3 separate regions of the Mus musculus genome follow, and all the other regions are linked to region 3. The links are chromatin contacts, called in public Hi-C and promoter capture Hi-C maps. All regions are on one chromosome and are shown on one strand. Each heading gives the region's core, a stretch centred on a gene start, on an enhancer-like site or on the middle of the called end of the contact. The rest is flanking DNA. Distances are from core to core; before and after follow the strand shown. Region 1 holds the start of Eri2 (exoribonuclease 2). Region 2 has its middle 4.5 kb from the start of Ppp1ccb. Region 3 has its middle 19 kb from the start of Acsm4.

Region 1 (2,700 bases), core at 53-2,552, 120 kb after region 3:
ACTTTAAAAGTCCTAGGTCCTTGTGCGAATGGCCATCCTCTCTTGAGTTTAGTGTCCATTTTACCTGAGCGGGCTTCACAAACACTACTCTTACCTGTTCACGTTTTATAGTAGTACCGAGGAATTGACTATAAAGATGTATTTTTCAAGCCTTTGCTATGTACCAAGGGGATGATGCCTGTGCTTAAACTCTAAAAATGGAGGGGAGAAAGATTACCAGAGTACTACTGAAAGGTAATCTATGATTAAAAACAAAAACAAAAACAAAACAAACAAACCTCCCAACAGCAATACACTGCAGTCCAAAGAAGGGAAGATCCCAAATGATGACGAATACAACTTTAAGTAGACAGACACCTGGAATAGTTATTTTGGCTATTTGAAAAAGACAAGACGTGAGGCCAATGTAGGGATTTGGAATGAAAAACTAACATTTACTAGTCACTTCTTCAGCAAATATTTAATTAGGATGGTGACTTCTTTTAAACAATTCTAGGTGGTAGACATGTCTGCAACCTGTATTTTATGCAAGAGAAAAGTAAATGATTTGCCTAAAGATGGCCATAGTATGTTAACCTTTGACAGGACTTTTCACGCTTGAATCCTATGCTATTCATTAATACATCAGATAGGGGTTTTGTTTTGAATCTGGTTTTGTTGTTGTTTTGAGACAGTCTCACTATTTAGCCATCGCCTGCTTGAACATCACCATGAGGACCAGGCTGGCCTCCAACTTTCCATGCTGGTATTGTAGGTCCATTCCACTATGCCTGGTAAGTTTGATACTGTGTCCACAATCTCAACAAATGTGTACAACGCATCCAAAAATCTGTGCACAGCATATTCCCCCCCACCCCCCCCCAAAAAACCTGAGAGAGTCTGTGGTAATTCTGACAATAAAACTGGACTAGGCAGGTCACTTGGGCGCAGTGGCACCTGCCTGAGAACAGTGTGCAGAGCTGTCACGTTCCAGGTCCCAGGGGTCTAGAATGAACAGACCTGATAGAGCATGCCACGGTAGGGAGGACCCGGGGTTTCTCGGGCTCCTCCAACTTGTCGCGAATGGCGACGTGGGGCCCGAGAAGACCAGGGCCCTTTTCAGATCCAGACCAAACGACTGCGGATGAACACCGCCCACCCTAAGGGGAACCCCCTAACGTACCGCGCCAGTCTCTTGGTCGCCATCCCCGGACCCTGGGTTTCGCAGAGTTCAACGGCCGGAAGTCGGACGCCCCCACTTCCGGTCTGTTTAAACGCCGGCGCGGCAAGGGAAGCGGGCGCTTGTAGAGCGGCGGCGGCCGTCGCCAGCGGTTTGTGGGCGTTGCATAGGGGGCGGTTCGGGACCCGGGGGCGTGGACAGAGGCTTGAGGACCGGGAGCCCCTCGCTCTGCGCACGACGCGCCTCAGGGAGCGCTTTAAACTTCGCGACGGCTTAAATTGAGGAAAGGAGGCGTAGGTCTGTGGCCTTTTTTGCGAGGGCCAAGAGTGGTAAACTGGTTTGAGCCGCTTCAAGAGACAAACCAACCGTCACTCCTGTCTAGCGCTTTGCTGGAGAGAGGCCGCGACACGGTTTCCTGGTCGCCGCGGGGTCCTCAGCTCCAGCTGATCTTTCCCCTACAGCCTGATGGAGCAAGAGAAGGAGGAGGCGAACTCCAGGAAGAGGAAGGAGGCCCCGAACTCCTCGGCCTCGGCTACAGAGCGGGATGGACCTCCTTCGCATATTCAGGACCGCGAGCCACAAGCCAAGGTGAGCAGAGGAGAGAGCCCAGCAGGCTGGCCCGAAGTCACTTGTGGCTGGGAGTCACTTTCGCCAGCACCCGAAGGGTCCCTGCCGAAGGGTAAGGGCTCACCCACTGACCTCACTCAACTCTGCTCCCTTGGTTGTACCACCTCGTCCAGGCTCTCTCCATAGTTTAAAACTGACTTAGTGTCTGGTACACAGAATATTCATTTAACAAACATTTATTAAGATCCGTATAACAAAATATTTCAGGAATATCCATGCACACCTAAACAGGATTCTCTTGTTTTTATACAATATTTATGAAGAAGTAAAAATGAATGGTCATTTTGATGGGGAATTTATCCTGGGGAAATGATTAGATGGAGGAATGATACCAGTAATAAGAATGTTTGCCCTAGTATTTGTATTTTTAAATGTTTCATCGAAAAGAGAATTTTAAATATAAAATTTTCATTACATATTTAAAAATGCACTTAGCCTGAACCATTTTCTCATGTTAAAGTTGTGGTTATATAACTGACTGATAGGGAAAAATATAGATTAGGGTGGGGATGGTTAGAAAGCAGATGGATGTTTGTAAAGTCCCCTGGGTTGGAAACGGTAGTCCAGAGATTAAAAAGCTTGATCTTCGGAGGCTGCATTCCCGCTGTGGCTTTTAAACCTCTTTCTTCATTTCTTTGTTGTAAAATGGGAGTATGGTGATCCCCACTTAAAAGTTCTAAGAAATGATGTAGTACAAAGAAATTTCTCAAAACTGTGTGGCTAAGAGTCAGCAGTGTGGCTCAGTAATAGAGGACTTGCCTTGCATGTGCCCAGAATTCAGTCCCTAGAACAGAAACTCAAAAAAGTGGTTAATAGTAAATACCTAACCTTAGCTCAAGGCCATTGTATAAGTTAGGGTCTCTATTGCTGTGATAAAACACCATGACCTCATAACCAAAATCATCTTGTCTAGG
Region 2 (2,736 bases), core at 236-2,735, 74 kb after region 3:
GTTCTGGAAGAATCCTGTCAACAAAGGGTCTCGGTGAGTCAAACTGTCTCACACATGAAGGATGAAGACTGTGAAATGGGATGCGGAATCCTTGGGAAGAGTGAAGCAGCAAGATCCACGGAAGGTCCCAGAACAGCAATAATGTCTTCCCATCACAGCCATATTCTGCTATCATAGCATTCACAGTAGCCATAGCCACACCCAACAAAGTACCTTCCCATCCAGAGTGAGCAACCCCACATGCCTTTTTCACAGGATCTGAAAAAACTATAGGAATACAGTCCACACCAAGAGCTGTGATTGTGACTCCTCTGATCTGATTATTCCATCATAAGATCCGGGCTCCTTCTTCCCCATAACCCATACTTCATTGGCATGATCAGTCTTTATTCGGTAAAATTTCTCTGCATTAAATCCTGCAGCATTTGCCGACCTACGAACATTTTCTTGAACGACCACTTTGGGATCTCTCCATTTGGAACTACTGAAAAGATTGAGTGATCGGAGAGTGGCTATGTAAGATATGCCACCTCTCCGTGTAGTAACTCCATGTAGGAAGATGTCTGGGATCAGAGGAGATGTGACAATAGTTAGGTCCCCTTTCAGCGCTGGCAGGCTCACATTTCTATTTCACTCTGGATGTCTTCTAGTTCATGAGTTGTGGTCACGGTTATTCCAGTGGATGGTTTCAAAAGGCTATCCTCCCAAGCTACCTGCAAATCTTCAAACTCAAATTCATACACCTTCATGAAGAGTTAGTCAACATAAGCCTTCATTAACAGTTTCCTGTGCTCAGGGACAATCACTTTAATGCAGCTCAGATTTTCTTCATTAATTTTTTTGTTTAATTGTATACAAAGAGGCAGTCAGGCTGGGGTTACTAACAGTCTCGATTTTCCCACAAGACGTGAAAAGCCATTTCCTGTTTCCAATTCACAGAGGCCATATTCCCCCATCCTTTTCCTTGGTGGCATTACTGCAACATATTATACAAAGGAACTTGGCCTTGGGAGCATGGTGGCAGTGAATATTATCCAGTGTCTTCAGTAACGTCTCACGACAGTTTTTCTGAGAGTTCAATCAAGACTGCTTCTGCCATTCTTCAAGCAAGCGCACTTTTTCCCCCATGCTCTTATGCCATATCAGCTTTAGCATACTAAGTTGAGCAGTATCAGCAAATCTTATTTTGAGGGTTGCCCCAGCAGCCTTGAACTAGCTCTGTAGTCGAGGCTGGCTTCGAACTCACAGAGTCCCGCCTGCCTCTGCCTCCCAAGTGCATGGGGCCGCTTCCTGCGCTCTCCTCGGGCGGCTGCGAGCTGGGGTGTGAGCTGCAGCCTCCGCGAACGAACCCCTGCGTCCCCTGAAGTCGTCCTCCCCCCTGTCTCACCGCGTCCCAGGCCTCCCGGAGGCCTCGGGTTCCCGGGGGCTTGCGCCCGATTTCGGGTGTTCCCGCCACGGCCGCGGGGCGGCGCCCGGTCCTGCGCCGCTTGCTCAGCAGTTCCAGGTCAGCGCCCGCGGTCCCCGGAGAGGCTTGTGGAGGCCACCTGAGGCTGACACCAGCGAGCGTGTCCCGAGAGGCTCCTGGAAGGAAAGAAGCGTCCCCTCTCCCTGCGGGCCTTGGTGACTCCAGAAGGATCTGCTGACCCAGCGGTGTGGTCAGCCTGTCACTTAGTGCCCTCCGCCCATAGTGTTTCTAAATTATCATAATCTCTTTTCTCCCAGCATATTATAGCTGGGACAGGTCTGCAGAGTTCTTTAGTCTAGATAGTGAAGAGAGGGAAAGGGGGAGGGGGAGAGGGAGAGACAGAGACAGAGAGGGAGAAATAGTTTTTATGACTCCATAAAGCCATATGGCTCATGCCTAAGGCCTGATGTTTAGGAGCCTTAAACAGAAGTGCAGGCCACCTGCACTACAGAGCAAGACCCTGTCTCAAAGCAACAACAACAATAAATAACAACAACGAAACCTAAACCACAAAGTCAGAAGAGCTTCAACTCGGGTATGACTGAAGGTTGTCAGAGAAGAGCTGAGAAGGGGGAACTCACTCGGGCGATGCTACTGTATCCTGGGAGACTAATTCTGTGCAGCTGCTAGTGCTTTGTCCTCTCCCCTGGAAACCAGCTCATCTATACCAAGGACCAATTTCACTCGATATGGGGCTCTACACCGAATAGTTTATATAGTCGGCCTAGTAAGGACTCATGGAACTGTTTGCAGTAAGTTTTGTATATTATCCCTTTCATATATATGGAATATATGGCTCAAAGAAAGTGTGGGGGTGTGAATGAAAATGGACCCCATAGATTCATAAAGAGTGGCCCTCCGGCTGGTGAGATGGCTCAGAGTGTAAGTGCACTGACTGTTCTTCCAAAGGTCCTGAGTTCAAATCCCAGCAACCACATGGTGGCTCACAACCATCTGAATGAGACATGACACCCTCTTGTGGTGTGTCTAAAGACAGCTACAGTGTACTTACATATAATAATAAATAAATCTTTTTAAAAGCTGTTTGTTTGTTTGTTTGTTTTTGAGACAGGGTTTCTCTGTGTAGCCCTGGCTGTCCTGGAACTCACTTTGTAGACCAGGCTGGCCTCAAACTCAGAAATTTGCCTGCCTCTGCCTCCCAAGTGCTGGGATTAAAGGCGTGTGCTACCACTGCCCGGCATTTTTAAAGCCATTTTTAAAAAAATAAATCCTTTTAAAAAATGGCACTATTAGAGGTGTGGCCTTTGGAG
Region 3 (2,700 bases), core at 31-2,530:
ATGGTACATTTACACAATGGAGTAGTACTCAGCAATTAAAACAATAAATTTATAAAATTCTTAGGCAAATGGATGGATCTGAAGGATATCATTTTGAGTGAGGTAACCCAATCACAAAAGAACACACATGATATGCACTCACTGATAAGTGGCTATTAGCCCAGAAATCTAGACTGCCCAAGATACAAAACACAGGAAACTCAAGAAGAAGGAAGACCAATGTGTGGATACTTTGTTCCTTCTTAGAATGGGGAACAAAATAGCCATGAAAGGACTTACAGAGACGAAGTTCAGAGCTGAGACAGAAGGAAGGACCATCCAGAGACTCCCCCACCCGGGGATCCATCCCATATACAACCACCAAACCCAGACACTATTGCATATGCCAGCAAGATTTTGCTGACAGGACCCTGATATAGCTATCTCTTGTGAGGCTATGCCAGTGCCTGGCAAATACAGAAGTGGATGCTCACAGTCATCTATTGGACGGATTACAGGGCCCCCAATGAAGGAGCTAGAGAAAGTACTCAAGGAGCTAAAGGGGTCAGCAACCCTATAGGAGGATCAACGATATGAACTAACCAGTACCCCACAGAACTGTGTCTCTAGTTGCATATGTAGCAGAGGATGGCCTAGTCGACCATCAATGGGAGGAGAGGAGAGGCCCTTGGTCTTGTGAAGATCATATGCCCCAGTACAGGGGAATGCCAGAGCCAGGAAGTGGGAGTGGATGTGTTGGGGAGCAGGGTGGGAGGATAATATAGGGGACTTTCAGGATAGCATTTGAAATGTAAATGAAGAAAATATCTAATAAAAAAAGAAAAAACATTAGAATATTTAAAAAAAAAAAAAAAGAAGGTTGATCAGTAAAAGTAAAGTGGAAAAAAAAAAAGAAATGATCCTCTGCGTATTCCAACATTGCTAAAGCCTTTTCCACTCTGGGTACATCAACACTGCACAGGACAGATTCTACAAGACACAAGACAAAAACTCACTTTCTGATCAAGTCACTCTTGATATAGCCCCTACAGAAACTTCCACTTTGTTCCATTTGAGGAGCTTCTCTAGGTTCCTGTCAAAGAGACAGATGCAGAGTCCCTAGGGGCAGCACTCATAGCATGGAAGAGATGATTTACAATAGCCTAAGCCAGCAACCTGGAAAGCTCAGAATGAAATGGCCACATTCAACAGACCAGAATTTACATCAAGAATCATTCACAGATTCCAGGGCCACCGACCTTTCACCAGCGCGAACATAGTAAACAGTGGCATGTCAGATACAATAAAACTTGTAGCAGTCGCAGGGACAGGCAGTGTCACACAGGGCTTCCAACACGAGCATACTCCCTGAGACTTCTTTTAAATAAGAACAATGTATGTATTTCTAATTTTCCCTGAAATATAATCATTTACTGCACACTCTTCTCCACTATTGGGTATGATTCATTTGTTTAATATAATCACAATGTCATCTTTTTCTGGTGCTCCAAAAGTTAGCATTTTCGTGTTTGAACTCTGTCACCCTAGGTATATCAACCAAGGAGATATTGATATGAAAAAAAGTACCAGAGCCCTAGCAGGAAAACATGTTTTTCTAAGTTCTCATCTGTATAGAGAACTCAGTGCCCATCAAAGATCCCCTGAAAACTTCTATTGTGCGAAACTCTGGTGTGGGACAACTGAACCAAAGGGAAGCAGTCATGTGTTGTATCCAGTGTTTATTCATATTGACAGCTAAATAGTGGATAAGCCTCTGCAGCAGGAGCTAGAGTACCAGCTTCCTCTGCAGCGCCCTCTCCTGGGCTATCTCAAGATAATCGAAAGCATCAGAAGGAAGCAAAACTGGGGCTTGACTGGGAGAGTTTTGTGGCTGAAGACCAGAATGGGACTAGAAATAGGAATAGGGTTGCGGTTAGGGAGGGACACGAAGAGAGACAATGATATATCAGCTGGGCTCGGGTAAAGAGTGGGGAGTTAGAAAGAGTCTCAGTGTCAAACCAAATCCAGAGTGGTCGGGGCCACATCTGGTGCGAGTCAGGGATGAGATGGTCAGTGACGCAGAAGGTGCAAGCATCAAGTCAAAGGGACCTGGCAGAAAATAAGCACTCTCTTTTCCTCCTGCTGTTTCTACCTGCTCTTGTTGCCTTAGCAACTGGGATGCTTTGTCTTATGTCTTCACTGGTTCTGGTCCTCGCCATTGGTGAATAACATTGGGTACCCAGGCACCACAGGAATGAGTCCATCTTACTGTGAGGGAAACAGAGCACACAATGGCTGAACTGATGGACGAATCTGATACACAAACATGTGGATTCACAAGGATCCCAGTGATGGATGCTCAACCCAGATAAAACGTCAGTGAAGTGTAGATTCAGCTGAAGTGTAGGACATCAGCAAACTGTGTGATATCTACCTCTTATGTTCCTATCTGTATAACAACTGTAGGAGACACCAAATACTTAAGCACACATAGTGCACACTCACTCACGTGGCCCACGGTCATGCTCCATAGCACACTTTCGATCTGGACTATTGCTTTTGAATAAAGTTTCTTTGCAATTTTGCAAAATGTTTAAAATAAGATATGAATCCCATTTGCTTTGGGCATCAAGCAAATGTCAGTGTGCTTCAGAGGAATGAGGTCACAAAGCACGCTTCTAAGAAAGCAGTTGCGCTGGGGTTCATGATAAATTGCCAAGT

What was found. Promoter capture Hi-C pulls out the DNA fragments that hold promoters and counts their contacts. A called contact is a pair of places that touch in the nucleus more often than the background predicts.
Region 1: a promoter capture Hi-C map of liver shows a contact between it and region 3, with 2.0 times the contacts expected there. The contact joins the promoter of Eri2 here to the enhancer-like site in region 3. A contact is called at or near these places in 8 of 39 promoter capture datasets (the 3T3-L1 cell line, 3T3-L1-derived adipocytes, hippocampal neurons and 3 more), 32 of 484 Hi-C or Micro-C datasets (3T3-L1-derived adipocytes, the AML12 cell line, Sertoli cells and 13 more), 1 of 115 datasets of contacts at active chromatin or transcription factors (trophoblast stem cells) and 3 of 9 other capture datasets (adipose tissue, embryonic stem cells and liver).
Region 2: a contact with region 3 is called in a Hi-C map of liver, with 1.9 times the contacts expected there. The contact joins two enhancer-like sites. A contact is called at or near these places in 2 of 484 Hi-C or Micro-C datasets (the G1E-ER4 cell line and liver), 1 of 115 datasets of contacts at active chromatin or transcription factors (neural progenitor cells) and 1 of 9 other capture datasets (pancreatic islet).

Annotation. Positions count from the first base shown.
Region 1 is chr7:119,792,756-119,795,455 of GRCm38.p6, forward strand. It overlaps Eri2 (exoribonuclease 2), which reads right to left and starts at 1,303. Exons shown (of 9, transcript NM_027698.5): 1 at 1,163-1,303. The coding sequence starts at 1,185. It overlaps Rexo5 (RNA exonuclease 5), which reads left to right and starts at 1,367. Exons shown (of 20, transcript NM_001370778.1): 1 at 1,367-1,456; 2 at 1,621-1,747. The coding sequence starts at 1,625.
Region 2 is chr7:119,743,011-119,745,746 of GRCm38.p6, forward strand. It overlaps the pseudogene Gm19963. Among named protein-coding and RNA genes, the nearest start is that of Ppp1ccb, 4.5 kb to the left of the region's middle. Within about 2 kb of position 1,486, at least 24 of the 459 cell types and tissues checked have an H3K27ac peak or open chromatin away from gene starts, as enhancers often do. A contact at or near this core is called in liver, where this site is marked.
Region 3 is chr7:119,669,346-119,672,045 of GRCm38.p6, forward strand. No RefSeq gene overlaps it. Among named protein-coding and RNA genes, the nearest start is that of Acsm4, 19 kb to the right of the region's middle. Within about 2 kb of position 1,281, at least 3 of the 459 cell types and tissues checked have an H3K27ac peak or open chromatin away from gene starts, as enhancers often do. A contact at or near this core is called in liver, where this site is marked.